Linked DNA regions of Mus musculus: region 1 is linked to region 2. The links are chromatin contacts, called in public Micro-C maps. All regions are on one chromosome and are shown on one strand. Each heading gives the region's core, a stretch centred on a gene start, on an enhancer-like site or on the middle of the called end of the contact. The rest is flanking DNA. Distances are from core to core; before and after follow the strand shown.

Region 1 (6,155 bases), core at 980-3,479, 140 kb after region 2:
CTGGCCTTTGGGGACCAGTGATGCACAGAGCCCTAAGAAGGATGGACAGGCTCCTTCATTTTCCTACCCCTTGGACATTTCAGGAAGCATGTGCTACAATACAACGTCACAAGCCTATCAGGAGAAAAGCAGCTGCTACCTGGGCAGGTGTGCAGAGCACCACATCTGGGCTTAGCATATAGACTCCTGCCTGACAAAGCCCCCTCTCTGGTCTTAGAAAAACTGGTCCTGAGATCTGAATTCACACCCCAGTCCCTGGCTGGTTTCGAAAGCAGACCTTCACAGACGCCATTCCTATACTCAGGATGGATTTAACAACTCTGGGCTCTACAGGATAACCAGGGAGCAAGTAGGTCACAATCCTGCTTCAGTTTTCCAGGTGGGGAGAGGGAGGCTCAGAAGTGAATTGACTGTGACACTGTGATGTTCCAAGGCCCCTTCATTTGCCTTCAGGCCACACAGTCTCCATGGCTACATTGCTTAATGCTTGTGGTTCCCAAGGGTGGTTCCCTTTATTGTCCCAAGACCCCTCTGGGTTGGAGGAGGATCTTCTGAAGCCTGGAAGTTCCTCAGCATAGTCTTTCCAATTCTGAAGGACCTGGTCCTGGAGCACGGCAGGTGCCATCTTTACCAGATCAACTGTGCCCACGTTCAAGAGTCTATCACCATTAGGCTTGTTGGTGAATGGCAGTCCCTCACAAAAGGAGTGGGTGGGGAGAGTCATTGGAAGTGGAGAGGGGTCCTGCTGGAAGGGCTAGGCACAGAGACTAGGAAAAGCTAACAGGAGGGTGCTCCATCTTGCAGTCTTGACAAGGGAGCTCCCATCCACACTAGCCACAAGCCTTCCTCTGAGGCTACTTTATGGTCATTGACCCTCCTGCCTGTAACCAATGCTTTACCAATGACCCTAATAAATTCATTGACTCCCAGGATGCATTTTGGCAAAGCAACAGTTTGGTTCGTTCTTGGGATCTTATGAGACGGGGTAGGCATTGCTTACAACTCCCCAGGAGAAAATTCTAAAAGAGACTCTTCCTTCCCTGCAGGGTGGCAAGAATGGGCACCTGGTCATGTGGCCACAGCAAGACATCTAAATACACACAGTATAGATCAGGGTGGTTTAAAATAAATTTTGAAAGCAAAGCATCATGGTATATGTCAGTCGTCTCAACTTCTCAGGAGACTTAGGCATGAAGATCTCTCTTGAGCCCAGGAGTGTGACACCAGACTGGATAACATATGGAGAACCTGTCTCTTTGCAATTGAAAGGGAAGACGATAAAGAATAAGGTGGTGGGCCATAAATTCCAGACCAGCACTGACCGTTAAAACTACAATGTAAGCTACATCTGGGACTTTATATTTTCTTGTATTTCTTAAAACACGGAAAGGTGCAATTAACTTTAATAGCCATTATTGATGCCATATAACTGAAACTAATCATGTTAGCACATTACTAATATAAAACAACATTAGTGTCATACTTTTATATTTACTTTTTCATTCCAATTCCTTAAAAACCCAGTATGTGGCTCTAACACCCACAGCAAGCACATCAGATGAGCCACGTGCTAAGTGTCAGATGGCCCGCATGTGGAGACAGGCTGCTGTGGGGAACATCTGAGGTTGGCAGTGGCCCATCCTGGCTACAGATTCTGGTTTCATTGCTGGCCTGTGTTGCCATGGCGAGGCCACACCAGCTTGTATACCACCAGTTTCCACCTCAGTGGTCCATACTCTTAGGCCAGGTCAGTGAACTTGGCTTCCCACACGGTCAGTCCTGCAGTACTCCTCCTGCAGAGCAGGTATGGAAAGCCACTGTTGTTGCTGAGAGCATGGAAGGCAGATAGAATCAGGTCAGGGGAAGCCCAGAGAAGGAGCTGTGAGATCCGCCCCGGTCCCTCACATTCCTGTCTCCTGTTTTTCACTCCTGTCACCTTTCCTTCCTGGTCCCCAGGCATCCTTCAAGAGCAACTCAGGTACCATTAGAGAAAGGGAGCAAGGAGAGAGACGGGGGTCCCTGAGGCAGAAAAAGGCGAGAGACAGGAGTGAAGGAAGAGAGGAACCAGAGAGGAAAGGGGCCAGACCAGAGTGGAAAGGGAGGGAAGAGAAGTGGGGTACAGGGAAAGCTGGCACTGCCTCAGAGGGTTAAGCACAGCTGCACCAAAGGACCCCATTGATAGCAGCAAGGGCAGCACAGATGTGGCTGCTCAGCTAACTCGGGGCGTTCTTTCTACTGTCCTCTACCGCCCCCTCCTGGACTCCAAGCTCAATAACCACGTTAATCAGGAAAGACAGAGTGAGGTTGGAAAAGCTCAGGAATGAAGAGTACTGTGCAGTTCCTAAGACCCCAGACAATGCAGAGTGGACACAGCTAATTTAAAAGACACATGGAAAAGCATGTAATTCCAGTCCTAGAGCTCCAGACAATGTGGTGCTGTGCTTGGCCTGCGGGTGGGGTGACAAAGGCCTAGCTCCTGTTCTAGAGGTTACACGGGGTGCGTCCCACATTGCTAGTCCTCCACTATGCCACTGAGCACCAGAATTATGCAGATCATGGTGCCGGGAGGAAGATGCCTTCAGGGAGCATGGCCAGAGCAATGCACAGTTGCATCTTCATGGTGCAAGATAGTGAGGGCCCCACCGATACCCCTGAAGGAGGCTCAGCATGCCAGTCCTTCTGAAGCAGCAACCATTAAGCTGACCATCATAGTGAAAACCACCCACCTCCAGCTGATGAGCACCAAACATGTTGGGAGCACGGAGATTCATACTTCCCTTCTGTCTAGCTTCAGTCAGCCCCAGAAGAGGGTTCATGTCCCACACTGTCCAGGGGTGACTTTGTGACTTCCTGAGGCCAGAACCACTATCTCTTCTTCAAGATCCTCCTACCTGTGGGTCCCTCTGCTCAGCCCCTCACACACACACACACCCCAGTCTACACTGCTTCACTTTCCACAGATGACGGCTCCATAATCCCACTGAGCTGAAATTATTTTAAGTCAAAAAATGTATTGGCTGTCCACCAAACATTGTCACTTAGCCCTGTCCACCTTCAACATGCTTAGAACTCTGTAGACCACACAGGTGAGCAAGCCCATGGTACATGAAATGTGTGTGTGCTCCAGAGAGTTCCTATATGTGCAGATGTTCATACACATCTGTGCACATTCATATAGGGCCAGAGGTCAGCTTTGGATGTTGTTCTTAAGGGATTATGACATATGTGCGAGGCTTCCAGATCTCCTAGAACTGGGGTTACAGGTAGTTGTGAGCTACCCTGTGGGTGTGAGAATTGAACCCTGCTCTCCTAGAAGACCAGCCAATGCTCTTAATCACCGAACCTTCTCTCTAGCACCTTGTATTATTCTTTTAACATCCCTTTCATTTCTTTCTTCCATAATCTGTATTATTTTTTTCTACCTACTGATTTGGGATTTAACTTGTTCTGCTTTATCTAGGACCTTGAGATAAATTATTAAGTTGTTTATTTAGAATCTGGCTTTTTAGATATTTATTTAATGTATGTGTGTGTGCATATGCACTCATGCAGTCATGTGCCCTCTCATGCACACATGCCATGCTGCACATGCAAAGATCCAAAGACAAGAGTCGGTTGGTTCTCTGCCTCCACCAGAACTCAAGCCATCAAGGCTTGGCTGCAAGTGCCTTTACCCTCTGAGCCATCTTGCTGGCCCAAACATTTATTTTTTAACATAATCACTCATAACTATTTTGGGACTCCCATTGCTGTAAGTTAACCATTCTGATAAGTCCTTTTCACTTTCATTTTATCCCAGGAATTCTTTCAATCCCTCCCTGATTTTTCCAAAGACCCCATTGTTCATTCAATCACATATTGTTTAGTATAGTGTATTAGTAGTTTCTGTTACTACTGATATCCAAATGTGTTTCATTGCAATCTGATAAAATTGAAGTTTTGAAGGTTTGGAGAGTTTGTTTTGGTTGGTTGGTTTTGTTGGGAGGGGTTTATTTGGTTTTGTTTTGTTTTGTTTTGGGGTTTTGGGGAGGTGTTTTTGCCAAGTCTTGCTCCATTCAATGTTCTGTGGCCAGCTGCATGTGTATCCACAGCTATTGGGTAAAATATTCTGTAGATGATTTGTAAATACATTGGATCTATAGTGCAATTTAACTGAAAGAGTTTTGGGCCTGCATTATCTATTTGGGTTGAAATCCCACACTATAATATCCAGACCTATCAGTCCCTTTACTTCTAGCAGCGCTACTTCGTAAGATTGATTTTGTCAATGTTTGTTGCATACACATTTATACTAGTGATATCTTCTGAATGGGTTTCCCTTTATCAACAAGCAGTGGCTTTGACTATCTCTGATTAATTTTGTCTGCAGTTTACATCACCAGGTCTGAGGGTAGCACCTTCTGGTTTTTTATAACTTGCCATCTTGACTACACCCATTCACTCCGTCTGTGTATGTCTTTGCCTGTGAGGTGTGTTCTCTCACAGAGGATGAGCACTTAGGCTTTGTCTGGCTCTTTGCTTTAGGTTTGTTTGCTCAGCCTGCTACACTGTATCATTAAGTTGCTTACTTTGCTTTAGGTTTGTTTACTCAGCCTGCTACACTATATCATTAAGTTGCTTATGGAGAGGGTTCCTGTGGTTCCGTTGGCCATGTTTTTCAGGATTGGTTCAAATACTCTTTATTCTAATCTATTCGAACTTGACCCCTAGTCTACGGTCTTGGATATGATTGAGTATTTCCTAAATCTCACTTATCCATTGATTCTTCCCATAGAACCTATTCTTGCCTATGTTGCCCTGGCTGAGATAACTGATGATCACAAACTGCTTAATTTAGTGCTTGCCTGATGAGGTCTTTATTTCCTTATCAATTTTTAAAGATCACTGGATATAATAATCTCTGTTGGCAATTATTGACTTTCAGGGCTTAAAATATATCACTGCATGAATTTCCAGCTTTTAAGGTTTCTTGGTGTTACTCTGATGAGCTTTCCTTCCATCATTTAACGGTCTTTGTTCTGCAGTCTTGGCATTTTAAGTGAGTGTTGTAGAGTTCTTTTCTGTCTGTGTCTGTCTGGGGTCCTAATGGTTACTGTGCTTGCCTGTCTGTTTCTTCCCTAGGCTTGAGAACTTTTCCGCTATAATTCAATGAATGAATAGGGGTTCTATGCATTCATATTTCATCTCAATTCCTTCTTCTGGCTTCTTGGGTTGTGTTCTGAGTGTATGTGAGCCTCCCACATCAGTCTCCTGAGTAACACAGTAACACACTTGCACACAATTGCATCTGATCTAACCAGAATAGCTTTTAATTTATTTGGTTATAGGTTATTAATTATATAATAGATAGTAGTTTATGTATGGTATATTTTTGCCTTGGGGATCATGCAATCTGAGCAAATGCTCTACTATTGAGTCCTATACTGTTCTGCTATTAAATCACATCCCCAGCCCTTATGTAATAACTTAACATTAATTTAAAGGTTATTGAAGAATGAACAACCCTAATCACTATTTTTTTGAGCATATGTCAAATTGTATCAAGCTCTGTGGTCAATTAGCTAATTCAACTTTCACGTTAGGACGCGAATATTCTTATCCCACTTTACTGATGAGAAAGAGACAACCCCAAGAGGTTAATCAATCAGTTCAAGGCTGCAGAGGTGGCATGCAACAGGACCGGGATTAGAACCGGGGTATCTGATTCCAAAGCCCATGATGATGTATACTGTCTCGTCTGCCACACTCAAAGAGTCAGAGCAGGAACCTTTAAGCCCAGAAATTGGGGAGGGGAGGGGAGAAAAGAGAAAATGAAGGGGACATGAGATCCTTCATATAGGAAAATCTCCAAAGCATGGATGGAATTTTAAGAGAGACGAGAGGAGATAAGCAGCTGGTATTTACTTAGAAAATGCTATAATTGCTGGCATAATAGACTCAGCCATCAGGAGCTAGAGGCATCGCCGTCAACACAGCATCCAGCACAAAAGGACCAGTGTGCTGAAGATACGCCTGGCCCGGCTGGGAGGAGATGTGAGCCCCTTGGACACATCATTCATGCAAGGAATGACCAAGAACACAGGCAGCAACATCCCTGAGGAATCCCATCCCCCAAAACACTTCTCCAATACCTGCTACCCTGCCCACACCAAGCA
Region 2 (6,037 bases), core at 3,370-5,869:
ACTTAACCTCTGTAGTGAAGAGGATTGCCCTGCCTCAGTTTCTGAGCCATGAAGACCCAGAAGGGCCTAAAGAGAGAGAGAGGGAAAAAAAAATACAAGCAATGTAGGGTTAACATTGAGTAGTTTATGGGCAATAGCCTTTCCAGGTGTGGGTTCCTGGAAAAGATGGTGAGTTCTGGCTTCAGCAAAGGGTGCTTTTGACAACAATGGGCTTGCCAAGGCTACCCTGCTGAGGGTACCTTGCTGACTATCTGGGCAGATCTGAAACCAACTGTTTTCCTGACAACTTGAGGAGGGAAGCCAGGAAACCAATCTGTCACCCTCTTCCCAAAACCTTTACAGTTCTGAGTTGAATTCCAGGTCAGGCGTTTGATCGGTTTACAAATAACTCAATCCCATGGAAACACGCCCAGCCCTGAGCCCAATCATTTTCTGTAATTCTCCAGGTTCCACTGGACTCCCTGCAGTGCTGAGGTTCCCATCTGTAAAATGAAGGGAACCATGCAGATTAGATTCGAGGTAAATCTGTATCCAGCATCCTCCTACATGTCCAGGTTCAGAGAAGCAGGCGGCCATTGTTCTGAGTACGGGGCAAAGCTCGTACTGTGAACTGTGGTGGCTGTTTATATTAATCTTTCTCCATGTTGTCTTCAGATCTGCACAACAGTTTCACACGAGGGTGGACGAGATGCCTCGGGGAGTAAATTCACTTGATCTGCAAGCCTCATGAGTTAAGTCTGAGGAGGCCTTAGAAGCTGAGAACCGACTTCTTTTTTTTTTTAATTAGATATTTTCTTTATTTACATTTCAACTGCTATCCCGAAAGTTCCCTATACCCTCCCCCTCCCTGCTCCCCTACCCACCCACTCCTGCTTCTGGCCCTGGCATTCCCCTGTACTGGGGCATATAAAGTTTGCAAGACCGAGGGGCCTCTCTTCCCAATGATGGCTGACTAGGCCATCTACTGCTACATAGGCAGCTAGAGACATGGGCTCTGGGGGTACTTGTTAGTTCATATTGTTGAGAACTGACTTCTGAAAGTTGTCCCCTGACTTAGGACATGTGCGCGGTAGCATACATATATGTGAATGTGCGCTTGCATGCACGAGTGTGCACACACACACATACACACACATGGCAGACACAATGCATGTGCACATGCATGTGGCACATGCACACAAGTGATGAGGATGAGGATGATACAGTAAATTTTAAAGTTGTGGATCCAACTTTGAACTTCACCAAGCATGATCAGATCAAAAGAAAATAAAACAAGACCGCAGTTGAGGGAACTGTCAAACCCGGGCCTCTAGATTGTCCCTTTAAGATGCTAAAGATGAGAAGAACAAAGGAATGGAGAATGGGAAGGAAGAGCCACAAGCATTCTGTTTGGGAAAAAATGCATTGTGGGAGGAGGATGGGAAGATTGCTCTGTTGGCGAAGAGCTTGTCATACAAGCACAGGGATGTGAGTTTGAGCCCCAGGATCCATATAAAAAAGCCGGTGTGGTGTCGTCATATACTCATAACCCGTTCATTTAGGTGGACACAGGAGAAGCTGTGGTAATCAGTGGTCAGATAGCCTAATCAGAGGGCTTCAAGCCATGAGAGATGCTTAAGCAGATATGGGGTCTATGACTCAGTTGGTACAGTGCTTGCTCAATGTGTTTGAAGCCCTGGATTCCATCCCTGGCACCACATAAACTCAGTGTGGTGCTGTGCACCTGTGAGCCCAGCACGTGAGAGGTGGAGGCAGGAGGATCAAGATTTCAAGATCAGTTTCAGCTGTGTACAGAGAGTTGGTGGCCAGCCAGGAAATCAGGAGACTCTGTCTCAAGATACAACAAAATTCATCTTGGAAAAATAAGGTGGATGGCACCCGAGGAATGACACCCAAGACTGGCCTCTGGCCTACACACACACACACACACACACACACACACACACACACACACACATGTGCATGCATGTCACACACACACACCCAAACACATATACATACATACGTACACACACACACACACATACATTCACTCTCACACATATATGCAAAAGGAAACCCTAAGAGGCCTCAGCACCTCTAATTAATTTATTTCTCGTGTTTATAAAGATTAAACATGGGCTGGAGAGATGGCTCAGCGGTTAAGAGCACCAACTGCTCTTCCAAAGGTCGTGAGTTCAAATCCCAGCAACCATATGGTGGCTCACAACCATCCATAATGAAATCTGATGCCCTCTTCTGAGGTGTCTGAAGACAGCTACAGTATACTTACATATAATAAATAAATAAATAAATAAATAAATAAATCTTTTTTTAAAAAAAAGATTAAACAGCATTTTGTAAGTGTCTAGCTCCTGGTAGGCAGTCAGATCTGTTGACTTGAAGCTAAACCTTGGGTTTCCACCCTGGTCTGGGAAACTGCAGAGGAGAATGTGGCTATCTGGTGGTCATCCTCTCAAGCTATGCTTCCCGTGGTGACCTCATCTCATAGGGACCTGGCTCTATGTCCCCTGATCCCTGGGGTCAGGTTCTAAAATGGTAGAAAAGTGGACAGTATAATTCCAATGCCAACGTTATAAATTGAACCTCTCTGCAGACAGCAGAGAGCCCAACACTGAAAAATTATGTGTGCCCACCATCTGGCTAGTGGGACCTGGGCTCATCCATTGCTCCTTGGTTCTGAGTGTTTCCCAGGTGACAACAACTTTTTAGAGGGTATACAAATGCTAGAGCCCCGATAGGCAGGGATGTAGGTGGGTGTTGGTCATTTAGGGAAGTTGGTTGCAGCTTGTTAAGTCTCTGCGCTTCAGAGAAAGAAGGAAAAGAAATTAAGGTTCGGGGATTTTCCTAATTCCTCTCTCCCCTCTATCTGTGTGCCTTTCCTCTCTAGAGTTAGAGGGTGAGACCTGGGGCTACTGAGCCTCCCCGACATAACTGCAGTCGTATAGACTGCACCATGCTCTGTCCCCACTCATATACTGAAGTCCTCTGCCCATCCCTAAAGGTGCTGGATTTTGGGTCTGTAGCTTTAGGAAGGTGATTGGGGGGGGGGGGATACATGAAGCCCTGAGGACTGAGGCTTCTCAGGATGGGATTAGTGACTTAATATAAGGGAGGGAAGAAGGAAAGGGGGAGGGAGAAAGAGAGAGAGAGACTTGATGTACAGTATCCCATACTTTTCCCATTACTGGGACCAAATGCCTGATAAGAGGCTACTTGAGGTTCGTTTGGCTCACGGTTTGAGAGTACAGTCCATCGTAGAGGAACGTGAGGCAGCCATCACATCACACCCACAGTCAGGAAGCAGAGAGAAATGGATGCTGGTGCTCAGCTCATTCCCTTTCTTTTATTTCACTCCAGGTCCCCTGCCCATGAAATAGTGCTTCTGCACTCAGGGTGGGTCTTCCTTCCTCCCTCGGCTAAACCTGTCTGGGAATGACCTCAGAAGCATACCCTACCCAGAAGTTCATTTCCATGGTGATTCTAGATCTGTGATATATGTTGATAGTCAAGATTAGCCCTCGTATGTACAAAAAAGGGGAGAGGGTCACCACCATTGGCTTGGACTCTCAGCCTCCAAAACGATGAGCAGTGAATACCTATGATCTGAGCTGCCCTGTCTGTATATTTTGCTATACTAAACCAGAGGCATCACAGAGGGATCCAGGGGGACCAGCTAAAGATGAGAAGAGTGGAATTTATATGTGACCAACCTAGATTCAAGGCTCAGAGCCAAGGAAGCATTTCTGCCTCTCTGGTTCATGGTCATCGTCAAAGAAACAGGGTAGGGTGTAAAACTGGGGAAAAAAAAAAGCTGCAGTATGTTTGCCTGTAGCTCATGAGAGTGAAGATAGAGAGCACCTGACATTTTCCAGCCTGTAGTAAACTCTGGATAAATGTTAGATCAAAAAAGATGCTGATTCTGGGTCTAGCTCAACAGTCATCACTTTGAGGAAGCGGGGCTCTGTAAGTTCTCATTAATCCACTTTGCAGTCTGAGGTTTGCACAGAGCCCACCCTGGGGACGTGTTCCTGCAGTGGATGCTAGAGCAGAGAGTGCAGATGCTGGAGGCAGAGAGGAGGGAAGGGGAAGGAAGGAGAGGCCCCAGGAGTCACAAGACAGTGATACCAGGAGCTGGGCAGAGAGTACTGGTAAACCATCTGGACAAATGGGATATGAAGGGTTCCAGAGAGCTCTGGGCAGGAGGGGAGGGAGTGGTTTTAGATGCCTGACTATGTCCTGCTCAAGCTAGGAAACTTCTATGCCAGGACCTGCTCCTGCAGGATAAAAGACAACCATAGAGGGGGGAGGGGGAGCCAAGCCCTGCAGAAGCAAGCTGAGCTTCCTATTTGACACCTGCTAAGCAGATGAGACAGGGTAAATCCAGTCACCCTGTGTGATGTCCCATGTTACAGGCCATCTGCTGCATAGGCTTCTCGGGGTCGGGCACCAGATCTTCCCAGGGTCAGGGCTGAGGCTTTAACAGCCAGACCAGGCTGGGGCACTGAGGTTCAAAGAGAAAGAAGCCCCAATTTGTGCTTCCAGTTCTTCCTGGTTGGGGCAGGCACCACACTGAGGATAGGCTGAGTGGTAAGGGAAGAGTGCCCCCTTCTGGCCATCTACCACACTTCATGGTGTTCTTGGGGCAGACACTGGACAATATCCCTTAAACCCAGATGTCCAAGCTCTCTTGCCCTTGCCGACAGACATCCCAAGGCCTTTGCTCTATGGTTATTAAATTCTCTACCCTGAAAGCCCATCCATTAGCAATTCTATTAAAATTCCCCTATAGTCCTTATGAAATCACAAGGGACACCAAGGTCAGGAAAGGATAGTGTTCTCCCAAGGTCACAGCTCTGGAGGGAAAAAAAAAAAAAAAGCCTGACATTGCTGTTAAGAAGGGCCAGGCCCCTCTGATATATCTGTTAGCAATAGTAGATCAGAAAATGCAGGTGCGGGGGGGGGGGGGGGCTATAGGGGACTTTCGGGATAGCATTTGAAATGTAAATGAAGAAAATACCTAATAAAAAATTGGGGAAAAAGATGTAAATAACCAATAAAAAATAAAAGAAAATGCAGTGAGGGGTGGAGTGGGGGTGGGGGTGGGGAGGAAGACAAGCCTTGGAAGAGAGCAAAGGCTGGGGTACTTAAGGGCACACAATAGATTAAGCAGACATTGTCAGCAAAATGACTCCTCTCTTTCTGCTGCATCCAGATGCCTTTGTCTTCATCCTAGCCCTTCATTGCCTAGCTGTGCAATTCTGGGAAAGCGACTCAACCTCTCTGGGTGTCAACTTCCTAATCTATAATATGGGTAATCTGTTTAAATAGCAAGGTTTTTGTTTTTTTTTTTTTTCTGCACAGAGAGCCTAATAGATCAGACCCTAATATCAGCCTCATGCATCATGTCTAGCTGAGCTGTTTCTACAGTGCTGGGATGAGCCTCTCAATGTTCAGACAGAACTTGAAGGTTCTGCCACCTGTTACCCTTGAGCTGTGTGTCACCAGGTAGACAGGGTGCAGTCGGGAAACAGCTGAGTTACACTGCTGGGAGCCTCAGCTACCCACAAGCAGGGATCTCATGGCTAGGCACCAGAAGAAAAGTAGATCAGGGAGAACCGGGGAGAACGGGGCTGAAGAGATGGCTTAGTGGTTACGGGCATTTGCTGCTCTTCCAGGGGATCCAAGTTTAGTTCCCTGCTCACAGTAGGCTGCTTACAGCTGCCCGTAAAGCCAGACCCAGTGGATCCGATGCTATCTTCTGGCCCCTGTGGGCACCTGCACATATATGGCATACACATGGCATGAGAAAGGGGAGAGGGAGAGAGAGAGGGAGAGGGAGAGGGAGAGGGAGAGGGAGAGAGAGAGAGAGAGAGAGAGAGAGAGAGAGAGAGAGAGAGAGAGGTCGGGTTCAGCAGGTAAAGGGTCTTGCCACCAAACCTGACAACCTGAGTTTTGTCTCTAGTACCCACATATGGAAGAAGAGACCCAACTCATACAATCCGTCCTCTGACCTCTACACACACTCCCCCTCCCC

What was found. A called contact is a pair of places that touch in the nucleus more often than the background predicts.
Region 1: a Micro-C map of the AtT-20 cell line shows a contact between it and region 2, with 7 times the contacts expected there. The contact joins two enhancer-like sites. A contact is called at or near these places in 34 of 484 Hi-C or Micro-C datasets (the AtT-20 cell line, adipose-derived mesenchymal stem cells, astrocytes and 20 more) and 3 of 115 datasets of contacts at active chromatin or transcription factors (astrocytes, embryonic forebrain and embryonic stem cells).

Annotation. Positions count from the first base shown.
Region 1 is chr4:143,019,217-143,025,371 of GRCm38.p6, forward strand. No RefSeq gene overlaps it. Among named protein-coding and RNA genes, the nearest start is that of Mir7021, 110 kb to the right of the region's middle. Within about 2 kb of position 2,230, at least 11 of the 459 cell types and tissues checked have an H3K27ac peak or open chromatin away from gene starts, as enhancers often do. A contact at or near this core is called in the AtT-20 cell line, where this site is marked.
Region 2 is chr4:142,876,067-142,882,103 of GRCm38.p6, forward strand. No RefSeq gene overlaps it. Among named protein-coding and RNA genes, the nearest start is that of Gm42341, 230 kb to the left of the region's middle. Within about 2 kb of position 4,620, at least 20 of the 459 cell types and tissues checked have an H3K27ac peak or open chromatin away from gene starts, as enhancers often do. A contact at or near this core is called in the AtT-20 cell line, where this site is marked.